Regions from separate parts of the Mus musculus genome. Here region 2 is linked to region 1. A link is a contact called in public Hi-C data. All regions are on one chromosome and are shown on one strand. Each heading gives the region's core, a stretch centred on a gene start, on an enhancer-like site or on the middle of the called end of the contact. The rest is flanking DNA. Distances are from core to core; before and after follow the strand shown. Region 1 overlaps Dock2 (dedicator of cyto-kinesis 2). Region 2 overlaps Dock2 (dedicator of cyto-kinesis 2).

The links. A called contact is a pair of places that touch in the nucleus more often than the background predicts.
Region 2: a contact with region 1 is called in a Hi-C map of the N1E-115 cell line, with 3 times the contacts expected there. The contact joins two enhancer-like sites. A contact is called at or near these places in 6 of 484 Hi-C or Micro-C datasets (the N1E-115 cell line and embryonic stem cells).

The regions. Positions count from the first base shown.
Region 1 is chr11:34,340,174-34,347,098 of GRCm38.p6, reverse strand. The region is part of intron 27 of Dock2 (dedicator of cyto-kinesis 2); the gene reads left to right. All of the region lies in intron 1 of Insyn2b (inhibitory synaptic factor family member 2B), which reads right to left. Among named protein-coding and RNA genes, the nearest start is that of Insyn2b, 29 kb to the right of the region's middle. Within about 2 kb of position 2,613, at least 24 of the 459 cell types and tissues checked have an H3K27ac peak or open chromatin away from gene starts, as enhancers often do. A contact at or near this core is called in the N1E-115 cell line, where this site is marked.
Region 2 is chr11:34,699,551-34,706,731 of GRCm38.p6, reverse strand. Dock2 (dedicator of cyto-kinesis 2) reads left to right here. Exons shown (of 52, transcript NM_033374.3): 12 at 219-295; 13 at 837-962; 14 at 2,023-2,147. All of the region lies in intron 2 of Gm51858 (a long non-coding RNA gene), which reads right to left. Among named protein-coding and RNA genes, the nearest start is that of Gm51858, 8.1 kb to the right of the region's middle. Within about 2 kb of position 1,476, at least 3 of the 459 cell types and tissues checked have an H3K27ac peak or open chromatin away from gene starts, as enhancers often do. A contact at or near this core is called in the N1E-115 cell line, where this site is marked.

The sequences.
Region 1 (6,925 bases), core at 1,364-3,863:
TGATAATGGGAACACTGGGAACATCTCTGGCATAGGAGGAAGCCTTTCAGAATTCATTTTCTAAATGTTTTGTCTCATCTGGAGTGGAGAAGGATTCTGGGAAGATCAGCTCCTGACTGCAACCTTAGAGTTGTCTCCTGGACATGACTGGGATGTAAGAGGCTTTGTATCCTTTGGCATTCAGTTCCCAGGGCAGGAAACAGAGTCTCTCTCCTCCCTCCTGACTCTGGAAGAATCCCTTAGGATAATTACGAGAGAGTAGGTTTGAACCCTGGTATGTAGGTAGTCCTGGCTCTGTCTTACAGCTCTGAGAAAAATCATATGACCTCTCTAGACTGTGATCTACACAAAGGTTATTGACATCTTCCTAATGCCTCAGCAGCTGGAGGGGGAAGGCCAGTTCTCCTCCATTTAGGGAAGACACATCATTTGTGAGAGAATTTCATCTAGAAGGAGCAGAACAAATTTGAGCTGTTGGATCTCACAGGGAAAAGCCAGTGAAAATAAATCCAACCAAAATGACAACAGATTCCATTAATTGAGTTGTTCTGCTGTGTTCAGTATGGTGTTAAGCATTTTATATGTATTCTCTCACTCATTTCCCTCTAATATTTTAGTGTCTGTGTGTGTGTAATGTATGTGTGTGCATATGTCCATGTAGGTGTGCATGAACATTGAGGCCAGAGGCTGGCATTGGGTGTCTTGTACTATTGTTCTCTACCCTTTTGAGGTAGGGTCGCTTATTGAACCCAGACCACAGCAACTGGTCAGACTGACTGGCCAGCAAGCTCTAGTCTCAATCTCCATTTCCCTCCACCCCAGTGCCAGTGTTAACAGATATGAGATACCATGCCTGACTTTTCAGTGGGTGCCTGAAATCTGAACTTGGATCCTCATGCAGGGCAGGCACTTTATCTACAGAGCTAACTCCACATCTTAAGTTAGGGAAAGATTATTATGTCTATTTCCAAGGTGAGATTATTGAGGCTCAGAGAAGTGTCATAGGCTATCCAGGGTCACAGCTATCTGACTGGGCTGGGTTTGCTGATTGTAGTAAGCCTTTCCACACGCTTCTAGCCTACAGAACACTTCCTTTGAGGTCTTCCACACATCTTCTACAGCAGCCAGCACTTACTGTTGGGTCTATCCAAGGCCCCAGTCCTTAGTGAAGTCTATATTTTATTCCAGCTTCAAGCCCTCAGACACATCTTTATTTGCATGAGAGTCTCCTGTACCCAAGTACATTTCTCTAGAAAGTGAGCAGTTCTCATGCTGCCTGCAAAGGTTTATTGGAACACTAGGGTAACACCCCAGTGGCAATCCTTCCTTGTGCCCCAAAGCCACTTGCAAACCCTCAGCTTAGGGGAAACCCTTAGAGCCAAGAGTAGTTCATTGCCACAGACCCTTGCTACGAATGACTGACCGACTCCTCCCTTGAGTGTGGATGGAATCCAGGTTTCTGATCATCCAGAGAGAAGATGAAGCCTCAACCGGAGAGGATCATTCTGGAAGGCTATGGAAAGAGGAAGTCCCAACTTCTGTGACCTTTTGAGACAGGCAGGTGGCAGCTGCTGCACCTTCAGGAGGCAGGATTCAAGGTCCTGTGACAGGAATACGGAGGGTTTTTCACAAGAACCCTCTGAGGGCCTGAGAGAGCTATCTTTGGACTTTGTCAAGTGCACAGTTAGCTGGGTTCCATATTTAGAGGAAAGGACAAAGAGTTTTAGAAACTAGCCTTTACCAAAGATCACAGACAGGGTATAGAGTAGCAGAATTCCAAGAAAATACTGCATGGGACCAGGACCTTCAACATATTCATTCATTCATTCATTCATTCATTCATTCATTCATTCACCTCTCACTATACACCAGACACTCTTTCAAGAGAGAGGCAGGCCATTCCTTATTCTTGGGTGGCTACATAGCAGTGGGACAGGGTGAGACAATGAAAACACTAACCACATAAGAAAACTAATTTTGTATAATAAGAGATATTCTGAAATTAATATGGTGGGAGTTTGTCTTGGGATAAAAGGGCAAGTTGAGGTTGGATAGTCAACAAAATGCTCACTTTGAAGAGGGCCCGGAGGGTGAACCTACATAGCAGAGCGGTGCCAGTTACAGGAAGATAAGAGATGGTGGTGTTGTAGGGAGAAAGCACAACTCAGTCAGGAGCACTGTGTCCACAGGGGAATTTGCTATGATGGAGGGACAACAGAGAGGTCTGGGAACAGAGGGGCCATGAGGACATTTGGGCTGGAGTAAGTTCTAGAGGAAGCAGGCACTGCTCTAAACACATGCCCGCAGCAGTAAGCATTTATCCTCTTTCCATGCTGAGCATCACTGCATTGTTTTGGAAACTGGAGTCCCTAGCGATTACCCACCCTTCCAAGGTCACACACCTACTGAGTGATGGAGCTTTGATAGGGTTATAAGCAGTCTGAAAGTGGATGCTGTTCTTTTAACTGGCAAGCGATACAGTCACCAGTGAACTCCCTTGAATATATTAATGAGCAGAGCCCCAGTAGGGGAGGTGAAGATGCTTAGAAGAGGGAGCACATTCCCCAAGGGGACTGAGGAGAGAGCTGGCGCTTAGACAGGGCTGCAGCTGCATGCCAGGCATTGACTGCATGCTTCCTTATCCATTATCCTCACTGTAACCCTGCTCCAAGGTAGGCTCTGCAGATGGCAAGCACACAAACTCAGAGAGCTGATACGTCCTGCCCAAGGCCGCTCAGCTAGCGCCAGATTTCCCCATTGGGTTCAGATCTCTCTGCCCTGGCATCAGGGCTTTTCTGACCCTCAACATTTAACTGCTTCCTTTTGTTTCATGATTTATTTATTCTCCTCCTCTAAGATTGAAAACAGATATCTCCCCAATGCTGGGAGCCAGACCAAGAACTGTTCTCCTTTGTGTGAAGAGGTAGTGGCTACCGGTCAGTGGAGAGGCATTTTCCCCTCCATTGCCAGCTATCTGGAAGAGAGGAACAGTACGGGATCATTTACTGTCATGGCACCTGCTGCCCAGGCGTGAACACACAGACATAAAGCTTGATGGGGGTGGGGGTGGGGGTGTCCTTGCTGTTGCCAGAAACAGGCTCATGAGTCACCATCCCTACTCCCTTTCCCCTGAGACTGACTTCTTGTCTCCCAAGAGACCCAGACAGCTCCTTTTAGAATGTGTCAATGGTACACCGCTCTCTACTTCCTGATTTAAAGTCTAGGTGTGAGAAAGAACTGCCTGACAGCCTCTCTCATCCATTCACATAACAGCCATTCCTTTGTCCCTGTGGCCTGGTCTCCAGGGGTACTGTGCTGGAACAGGGCAGGTTGTCTTTCTCCCAGTGAGCTTGCATTTCAGCAAGGCCCTCAGAAATTAAAACAACAACAAATAGGCATATGAGTATATTAATTTCAGATGGTGATGATTACTAAGGAGATAAAATGGAGATAATGACCCAGAGAGTGACTTAGGACAGAGAGTAAAGAATCCGTGTATATGTATGTGTATGTATATGCCAAACATATGTATAAGTATATTTTTGTGTTTATGGGTATGTGTGTATGTATATACCGTGTGTGTGTGTGTGTGTGTGTGTGTGTGTGTGTCTTTGGCAAATTTCCTTAGCAATTTTTAAAATTTTAACAAGTTAAGGCAGTCCCATTGTGAATCAGTTCCTAGATTATTAATTCAACTTCAAAACATTTCCTTGAACATTTCCTTGTGCACAGTGAGAAAGGGTCCCTGAAGGTGCAGTCTGTGCCCTTTTCGTTGATAATCTAGGCACAGAGGCAATGATGATGCTGACTGAAGAGTGGGCAGATTTATAACTGGAAGTACCCAGGAGCCTACTTATGAGAGAGGTACCTATTCTAAGTACTTGGGACTATGTAAAGGGGTTGTCCTTAGAAGTAAGTGTGTGTGTATGTGTATGTATGTGTGTGTGTGTGTGTGTGTGTGTGTGTGTGTGTGTGTGTGTGTATCTGTGTGTAGGTGTGTGTGTATCTGTGCAGGTATACATGGACACATGTATGTGTGAGTGTGCACGAGCACTAGTGCTTGAGCACACATGTATGTGCAAATGCCCAGGCAGAAGCCTGACAAGAGCATCAGGTGTCTTCCTTTCTTACTGTTTGCCACATTCCTTTGGGAGGAGGTCTCTCAGTGACCCTGTAGCTCCCTGTGCGGCTAGGCTAGCTGGCCATCAAACTCTTGGGATCCGCCCACCTCTATCCTTCAGTCCTGGGGTTCCAGGCCCATGTAGGCATCCCTGGCTTTGCACATGGATGCTAAGGATGCTAACGTACACCTTCAGCTAACAGAGGAAACCCTCCACCCACTGATCCATCTCCCCAGGCCCTTAAAACACTTCTAAAGGCAATAAGAACCACAAGTCATTTTACTTAAAAGGAAAGTAAACAAGCCAATGAAAAATAAAAGAAATAACTGAAACAAGCTCACAGAGCCTGGCACCCCAGCTTAGACCCCAGCATAACTCAGAGGCATCAGTTATTAGAGAAGAGAACACAGTAATTTTTTAATAATGGGAGTGATGTGACTCCGAATGCTGTGGTCAGGTTAGAATTTGATTTCTTTAGGCTGTGGCTCACAGAGAAAATACTGTGTTCAGTGTGATCTTTAAAAGAAATTACAGAGATCAAAAGGGTGGAGAGTAGGAGAGTGTCTGAGCGTACAGGGAGGTGTGACGTCTCAGAGTTCATTTAATTAAAGAGGGCAATGCTGTTGCCTGTCCTTTGAGACTTGTTGCTAGAAGAGCCCCGGAGGTCTCCTTTTCTCAAGTGGGGAATGCAAATCGCCTCTTCAGCACCTCTTTTCCTAAGGACACTGCCGTAGCTTATCCTCTGGCAGAGCTCACATTTACAAGGAGAGCTAAAAGTCACAGCACACAACACAACAAGATGCAGAACAACACTCTGCATCCTGGGTATCACAGATGGTTTATGCTAAGTCACCCACAGTCCTCTGCTCTGCTTAATGCTCCACTGTGTCCAGCATTCTTAGCAGACGGTGGTGGCGTTTTCTGTTTCCCTGCTCCCCCGCCCCCACCACTCCGTTCTAGCATCCTGGGACGAGACAGGGACCATCAGAGTGGTTGCAGAATGCTCAGATACTGGAGCCAGCCTGTCTGGGGCCAACCCCCTGCTCTGTTATTTACTAGTCTGATGCCCTTGGGGGACTTATTTCCTTTCTTGGGTGTCATTTTCCCCAAGACAGAATTAGCAAGCTTTCCTCACAGGGATATTTGGAGGATTAAGTGCACAGATACATGCGAAGGGCTTAGTCAGTGTCTGGCATGTACAGAGAGCTCAATAAATATTAGTATTATCTCAGCACAACAGTCAAACTTTCAGGAGACAAATCTGGGCAAACAAGAGTGGGATCATTGGTGGCTGAGGCTGAGAGTCCCACATCTTGGGGGTGGTTAACCTGGCCTGACTTACAGCCAAGTATTGTTTCTATGTGTGTCCTGCTTGGTTTAGCTTGCAACCTGGTTCCTGCTATGATTTTCTGTGAGACAGGGGGCCTTCGGTGTGCTATCCGTACCTATGAAGTATTTCGGGCAGTGCTGTGATTTTCTAGGGCTTTAGTCATTATTTCATATAATGGCCACTGTCTGCACAGCATCATTTGCTCTTTAAAGACTGGCTGCAGTATTAATACCAAAGTCTGTCCCCACCTCTATGACTGAGCACTATGTAGACAGGTTCCTCCTGTGACCTGGACATCAGAATGCTGTCTCATAGGCCAAGTCTGGTGTGCTGGACTTGGGGATTCAGTCCACCATAGCCCTGAGGCAAATATGGCTCAAGGTGTCTTAAATTAATTTTGTGTGAAATGGAAATGTGTCATCCACGAGAGGTATCACTTCAATATTTTGATTACAGCTCCTGCGGCTTGAGAGCAGTCAGTAGCCCAGTCCTCCATGTTCCTTGCTACCGGACTGGCAAAGCTCAGAAGAGCAGGTTGCTTGCCGATGTTACAGTGTCTATGACTCCCCTCATCCCCTCTGCTCTAGCCAGCCTTAATGCAGGGAGGGGAGAGGGATGTGTCCCACCCAAAGCCACAGTTTAGGCAATGTTAAGGTTTGCTCAGCTTACTTTCTTTGGGTTTTCCCTTTGAAGCTATGTGCAGCCCTGGGCAGAAGGGTTCTTAATGCTTCCAAATAATAAGTGGCAAGGTCAAGCTTTGAACCCAGGCCTTCTGGGTGCTACTTTAGAGGTTTCTTAAATTAGCTGTTAATGGTGCCTGCCCAAGTCTGGAGTTTCAGAGGTAGATGAGGCTATACACCCACTTCCGTGTCTCATTGTGATCTGTGATCAATTTAGTACAGAGGTTTTCAACCTGGTGGTCAAACAACCTTTTAACAGGGGTCACATATCAGATATCCTGCATGTCGGGTATTTATATTGTAGTTTATAACAGTAGCAAAATTATAGGTATGAGGTGGCATCAAAAATAATTTTGTGGTTGAGAGGTCGCCACAACATGAGGAACTGTATTAAGGGCTGTGGCATTAAGAAGATGAGAGCCATTGATCTACTAGATACATTCACTAAACATATAGCTGTCCACAGAAGTCAGGTGTTTGGGTACTGAGATAATAGTATGGTGGGGGTCCACAGCAAATTGTTAATATTAATAACAGTAGTGTGATTTTGAGCTACTTTATAACACAATATACATCAAGCATTGTGCTTAATATTTTGCCTGTATTACCTTGTAAATAGTTATAATAGTCTTCCACAGACAATGTGAGTTACAGCAAGACAGACTAGCCATACCTTATAAGCACAAATTCTACATAATCTTGATATAGTTGTAATTATCATCTCACACATGAAATTCAAGAACAGAAAAAAAATATGGATATTGCCCAGGATCACACAGCCATGAGCTCATGGG
Region 2 (7,181 bases), core at 227-2,726, 360 kb before region 1:
CCTGTCACATGAATGCCTACGACTGTGGCAGTCATTGGTTGCCTCAAATCGCAGAGCCATACTGTTTGTGAAGAGGGTGTTGCTTTCTCTGAGCTGACATGGAAGGCTCACTTTGCACCTAAGTGGTGCTAGATATCTCCCATGTGGAAATCTAGGACACAAGATGGAGCTTCCCATCGGGCAAAGCAGGAACATTTGTGCTCTCTTTTCCTTCCTAGGGTCTCAGCTGAGAACGATTTCCTTCACAGCCTTCTGGGCAAAGTCATAGCTTCCAAGGGAGACAGTGGAGGGCAAGGTATGGAGTCACCATCATACAGAGTCCAAGTACGATAAACTTGCTGCAGCTCAGGAGCCTCTGCGACATCAGTAAATGGGTCCAAGTCCTGGACTAGACAGTACAGTGGGAAGCATGTGGTCTGTAGACCACCCATGGAAGCATGGGATGGGCATTCCTTTCATAAGTGACAGTGAGGAGTTGCTCTCTCCTGTGTGCTGCCCTTTAAGTTACAAGTGGTTTCATCCTTACCCAAGTCCTGGGATACATGAGCTGGTATCCTCTCTGCTTTAGGAGACTCGGGTGCAGAGATTGTAATAACTGTCAGAGGCTGACCCAGCTATAAGTGAACGTTGCCCAGAGCCCCTGGGGTTGGCCTGTTGCATCTGTGAATGTATCTGTTATTTCAGTAGTCTCCTATAGGAGAGATGGAGGAGAGGAAATTGGGGAGGGGGAGGAGAAAGAGGAGGAAGAGGAGGAGGAAGAGGAGGAGGAGGAGGAAGAGAGACAGAGACAGAGAGACAGAGAGACAGAAGCTGAATGTTCATGTGTTCCCTTCCAGGCCTTTGGGTGACCATGAAGATGCTGGTGGGGGACATCATTCAGATCCGTAAAGACTACCCACACTTGGTGGACAGGACCACTGTGGTAGCCCGAAAGCTGGGCTTCCCAGAGATCATCATGCCAGGTGGGACACAGCTGCAGTGACCTTCCTCAAGGGCAGGGCCATGAGCAGGGCTGAGGAGTCCAGCTGTGTAGTTCATAATTTCCTAAGAGTCAACTCCCTTTACTTTATTCCTCTACCTGAACAAAACCACTGCAAACCATGTTTTCCCATACAGTAACATAGATCCCCTTTCTCCCAGTCCTTCTTTATAGGCACCGCTACTTTAATAAGCATTTTTGGAGCTCTGCAACTTGCTTTGTCAGTCAGAAGCTCACGGGTGGCATCTCTGTTTTACTATTCATACCAAGATCCCATTTTACTCGGGGGGGGGGGGGCGGAGTGGTGCTACTCTCCAGCTTTTAGAGCATATTTTATAGTCTGAAGGACCCATGCTTACAGTAACATGTCCAAACGCCATACAAGGTATTCAGAAGTCCCCGCAAGTCTCTCTGTGCCTCTCCTATTAACTAACCATGCCTATTAGTGCATTCAAGACATGCTTGAGGCTTTTCATGAGGCAGATTGTGTAATGACACGCCCTCTGACTCATCCTTTTCTCTCCTGTAGCTAAGTGGTGGTGGTCCAGGGTGGGGCCTGTACTGTGATTTAATGATATCTGCTTTACTTGAGATCTCAATGTCTGCTGTTCACTCCCTTCGGGAGCTCACTCAACCTGTGCTCCTGGCCCTTCACCCTTAGACTCTAGGATTCATGGGAAATCCCTCAACCCTACTTTTGTGCAACAAAAAGGCCTATCCGTGGTTGAGGGCCAAGCTCATTTCGCTTGGTGCTTTCCTTTACCTTCCCAGAAGGTGTCACTAGAGGATGGAAATGCAATGGTTTGAACAGAGAAAACATGGCCAGTTTTGAGCACCCCACCTGGCTTTCTGCTGCTGATTTTTCCAGCATTCCGACCCTCCCTTGCTACTTACATCTCCATCCCTCCTGTCAGGTTAAAAAAAATGCCCTTTCTAAACTGCTCGGATTTTCATTTTATTAATGGTCCTTCCTGCTTCTCCCTGTCCCCTCCACCTCTGTGGTTAGTGCCTGACTCTAACTCTGGTCTTCTCTCCATCCTTAGGGGATGTCAGGAACGACATCTACATCACTCTCTTACAAGGTGACTTTGACAAGTACACCAAGACCACACAGCGGAACGTGGAAGTGATCATGTGTGTGTGCACAGAGGATGGCAAAGTGCTACCTGTAAGGGACTCCAGAGTGCTGAGTGACAGGACCCGGGGCTGAGGGACTGATCATAATTATCTGCTCTCTGAAGGATCAGAGTTTTGGGGAAGACATTGAAACACATGATCTATACTGTGTAGCTTGCTTAATACCTTGTTCTAGGGTCTAATTAGAACCTATGTTAATTAGTCTTTTTACCTAAGCATTCTTCAATGTATACTTTCCTAATCTGTGTCTGTGTGTATGTGTATAAGTGTGTGTGTATGTGTGCCCACTCTTGTTTATAGGTTATCTTTTTTTGTAGTTAAAAATGTTGTTTTCATTGAAGCCCAAGCTAGTTTAATTCAGGCAAAATCCATGGTAAAGATCAATACAGAGCCCTGGGCTGGTGTGGAGGTTCAGAATGTCTTCAAAGCAGACATCCTCAGCACTAAATCCAACTCCGCAGCGCTCACCCAGAAATCTAGGTGGAAAGTCTTATTCGCAAATTGGTCTCCAGAGGGTTAGCAGCATGCATTCAAAAAGGCAAAGCACATGGTTCTATTTACAGAGCATATGTCCTGTGCAATCGTTGTCATGTGTGTTTATATCTATTTGCTTATGTTTCCTTTAAGGTTGTCAGCACTTGTGTCCAGTGTGTGGGAGGGTTTGCTTCTGAATTCTTCCTCTCTGAATATTTAGCTGAAAATGAGATCATGAGATCGGCTCTCAGCAGAAGTTACAGCGTGGGCAAACATTCCTCCTAGGACACCTATAGGGAGTCAGATAGCAGGGGGAGGGGTGCAGAAGGGGGAGCCACCAGCCCTAGCCCTACAGCCCGGAGCTCAGGCCTGCCACAATGTATCTATCACCTTCTGTCTAAAAGTGACTAGCACCCTGAAGATAATAGTCCCCATGTCAGGCTGGGTAGTGGCACCCTGTTTGTTATCACTGGAAGTTCACAAAGGGAGAATAGAAGTTCCGGCGGAGTAAAACAGGTCTTAGGTCCTGCAGTTCACAGTGGCAGAGATGGGGATTGACTCAGCCTCCTCACCACAGTGCCTGTAACCTTAAGAAGATTCTCCAACATATTGCCAGTTTCAAATTGAGGCTGCTGGCAGCTTCAACAAAACCCTGGGAAGACTCTATCGGTTTTAAATGTAAAAAAGGTTTTACAACTGTCTTTTCATTCTTAAAACCACTGTGGTTAATTAATTGCTGATGAGCAAAACCCTAGCAAAACCTCTTTTGTTGGATGCTAATACTTTTCTGAAAAATAAAACGAGCGAGACACACTTGGCTTGAAAGAACACAGGGGAAGGAAGACAGGAGGCTCTTATCTGAAAGGGAAACTTTCATTTTGGGAATGTATGGATCAGTCATTTTTGTCCAGTTACCTTCCCAGAGATCTTTTAAACCTCAGCCTCATCACTAAGATATTGGTATCACTTGACTTCCACTCAGGCAAAGGACAAATCAGAAGGGACAGTTAACAGGCAAACTGACACCTTGCCTTGTGTCTGATCTCTTCTTCTGTCTGCCATTGTCACTCCTTCAAGCCAGACAAACGTACTGCAGACAAGCATGAGGAGGAAGAATAACCATGTGACATACTGATAATTTTTAGTTTCATACATTAGTGATACTATGGAGGAGTTCAGTTGGCTGACTATTGAAAAATTGCTGAGGAAGCCTGTGGGAGGCTTTTCTTTCCCTATCTGCAGACATGACTACTACTGCACATCGTGTAGCATGTTCAAATGCCCCTGCACTGTATGGTGGACTTCTGTGGGAATGGTCTCTCTGAAAATGGCTCAGTAAGCAGTATGTTAACCTTAACCCAGCCCCATTTGGTGTTTCAAGGACCTTACTTAGATTGGGAAATTCAGAGTTCAAATGCCCTGAGTTCAGCATCTTTCCTATTATTCCTGTGATCTTAGATTGGGGTTTTTAGTCTTAAAAACACGCAATGTAGTCTCTTCTTACACAAGAGTAGATACAATAAATGTTACACACTCAATACAGGAGAGCAGTAGGCAGAGATGGCTCATCATGGCTAAGAGAAACTTTAGGAGGAATTGAGGGGGTCAAACAGGCATCCTATCCTGAAGCTAGTTACCAGAGATGCTGTCGGGCCAAGCACGTAGAGGTAAGAGGCAGTGTGGTAATGTGATTAAGACCATGACTTGTAGGACCAGGCAGCCAGGTTCAAAGCCCATCTTATCCTGCATTAGCAAAAGGGCCTTAGCCTGGTTCTGTGATCTCTGTGCACCCAAGGGTCTAAAGTCAGCCCCGAATGGGACCAGTGGTGGCACCTTACTCCTGAACGTATCAGATGAGGTAATCTACATAATAGTTTTCCATTACTTTGGCCATTGTTATTAGAAAGGCATGAGCCCTAGGTTGGATTCCACTTGTAGGTGTTAACTGGCATTTCCCCATCATGTGGCCTTCTCAGTGTAGAATACATTCTCTCTCAGAGACATTCACATCTGTGGTATGGAATGATATGGCCCAACCCACACATGATTCCTATGAAGTCATCGGGCATGTTTTAGGACCCTGGGTTCACCCAATGAGATCACTTTTCAAGGTCAAGTCTACATTAAAGCCTCCAGGCTTCCTGATGTCCATTCAGATTTTCAACTGAAATTGTTTACACTAGCTGGAGGCTCTTATCATTAGTTGAGGGCAACGGAAATGGGCAATATGAAGAATAAAAACCTTATAGAGACAAATGCACTTATGTCCTTAAAAAATGGGCTCACTGCTAGTCAGAGTGCTTTCTTTATTTAAAACTATTTAAAATTGTATTCATTGAGATTTTCATACATGAACACAATGTGCTTGAATAAATCTACTCCAGTATCTCCCCTCCACCTCCTAGATGCCCCTTTTTATGTCATCCTCCAAACTTCATGTGCACCTTATATTTTTAACCACAGAGTCCGTTTGATGCTGCTGGTATGTGCATGGATGTAGGACCATCCTTTGGAGCATAGGCAATCTACCTGGCACAGCATCCTTGACATCCTTAGCAAGGGGTGTGCTCTGTCAGTCTTCCCTAGGATGCTCTCCTGTCACTTTCTGTATTCACGTTGGTCTCAAGTACAGAGGGTGAGGTGAGGACAGTTTTTAGTGTTCTCAGAATAGCAGTGAGACCTTTTTCTCTGGCATTAGGACATAAAGATTCGTGATCAAGATAGTTTTGTGATATCCAGTTGTCTTCTATGAGGCTGTTTCTATCTCACCAGAGAAAGATATATATTTTCAGATTTTTATAGGCTATATGAGAGTCACTGAGGCTACAGAGTCTGTGATCCCATAAATGTCACCACTGTCCATCTTTCTAGGCTGGGACGTGTGCCAGCTATGAAAGAAGGGACACTGCTCAAAGGGCTAGTGGGCCTCGGGTGTTGTGCCACTCAGAGCCTCAGTTTACCCAGTAATGGAATGGTCATAACAGAAGAGATCATCACAGGTGGTTGTAAGGTTTGAATTGAGTTGGGTGGTGTGTGGTAAGGACTTAGCAGGATGCTAGGCACAAAGCTCTTTCTCAGGGGTGGAAACCTTTAAAAAGCATGATTCAGTTTATTGCTTATGGAAGATCTGCAAGGCTTCATCCTGTACCAAAGAGCATCTCCTTCATCTCCAGCTCATGGCTGTCTGTTCTATAGAAGGGGCATCCAGACAGGTGTCTATGTCCTGTTTTTCTTTTCTTTTTTTGTCTAAATGGATTTTTGTCAGAGGTACCACAGAAGTTACTGTCCTATTGCTGTGAAAAGACACTGTGACCAAGGCAACTTATAGAAGAAAGCATTAAATTGTGGACTTGCTTATGGTTCCAGAGGGTCTATGACCATGATGGTAGGAACATGGTAACAGGCTGACAGGCAGAGAGAGAGAGAGAGAGAGAGAGAGAGAGAGAGAGAGAGAGAGAGAGAGAGAGAAAGAGAGAGAGAGACTGGGCCTGGCATGGGCTTTTAAAACCTCAGTGTCCACCACCAGTGACACACCTCCACAATAAAGCCACACCTCCTCCAACTAGACCACACCTCCTAATTCTTCTCAAAGAGTTCCACCAACTGCAGACCAAGCATTTAAGTATATGAGACTATGGGGGCCATTCCCGTTCAAACCCCACAGAAGCCGAGCTCATTTCTTGCCAGTACCTGAGCAAACAGAGGAGCTTTTCAGTGTTAGTGGAAGGTCCTCTTTCCCACAGTGTAATGTTCAACAGGGGCCACAGAATACCAACTTGTGACCTGCTTTGGTGACTCAGACTGGCTACGGGTCTGTAGTAGCATCTTACAGGACCTGGTGAGAGGTCTGCCCTCATTCACCAGAAAATAGGCACTCAACGAACAGTTTCAGAGCTAGCCATCCAAAACCAATTATCATGTTCCTACAAGTCTGGAGACTTGAAGTTAAAGATGGGGAAAACTTGCCATGAAAACCACACATTGGCCCCTTCTGGGTGACTACACCTTGGGTAACATGCTGAGGCCCAAACAGATTTAATGAGAACAAAGAACAGGAGGAGAGCCAGGGATGGGGAAGTAACTCCTGAGAATTTGGAGGTGGTCACTTAGCTCTTTTCTCAAGCACTGTGACGTGTGTGTGTATGTATGTGTATGTGTGTGTGTGCAGGTGTGTATGTGAGCATATGTGTTTGTGTGTATGCATGTGTGTGTTTGCACAAACATCCTCTACTGATATTCATGTTCTGTGTGCCCTTGACTGAGAATGTTTCCGCTCAAAGCCAGCTTAGAATCTCCTTCAAGATGCTCAACTGTCTTCATTTCTAAGGAAACTTTCCCCATTCCTCAGCTATACTTAAACAGCCCTTCTTTACACACAGTAGTAATCTGTCTCTGTCTCTCTGTCTCTCTGTCTGTCTGCAGTTACATCCCATTGTCAGGAATGACTGCTGAACTCTTCTGAGCTCTTCTCCACAAACTTGACATTATGCCTATTCCTCTAGGGCAGTGGTTATCAACCTTACCAGCACTATGACCCTTTAATATTGTTCTTTATACTGCAGTAACCTGTCAACCATAAACTTATTTTTGT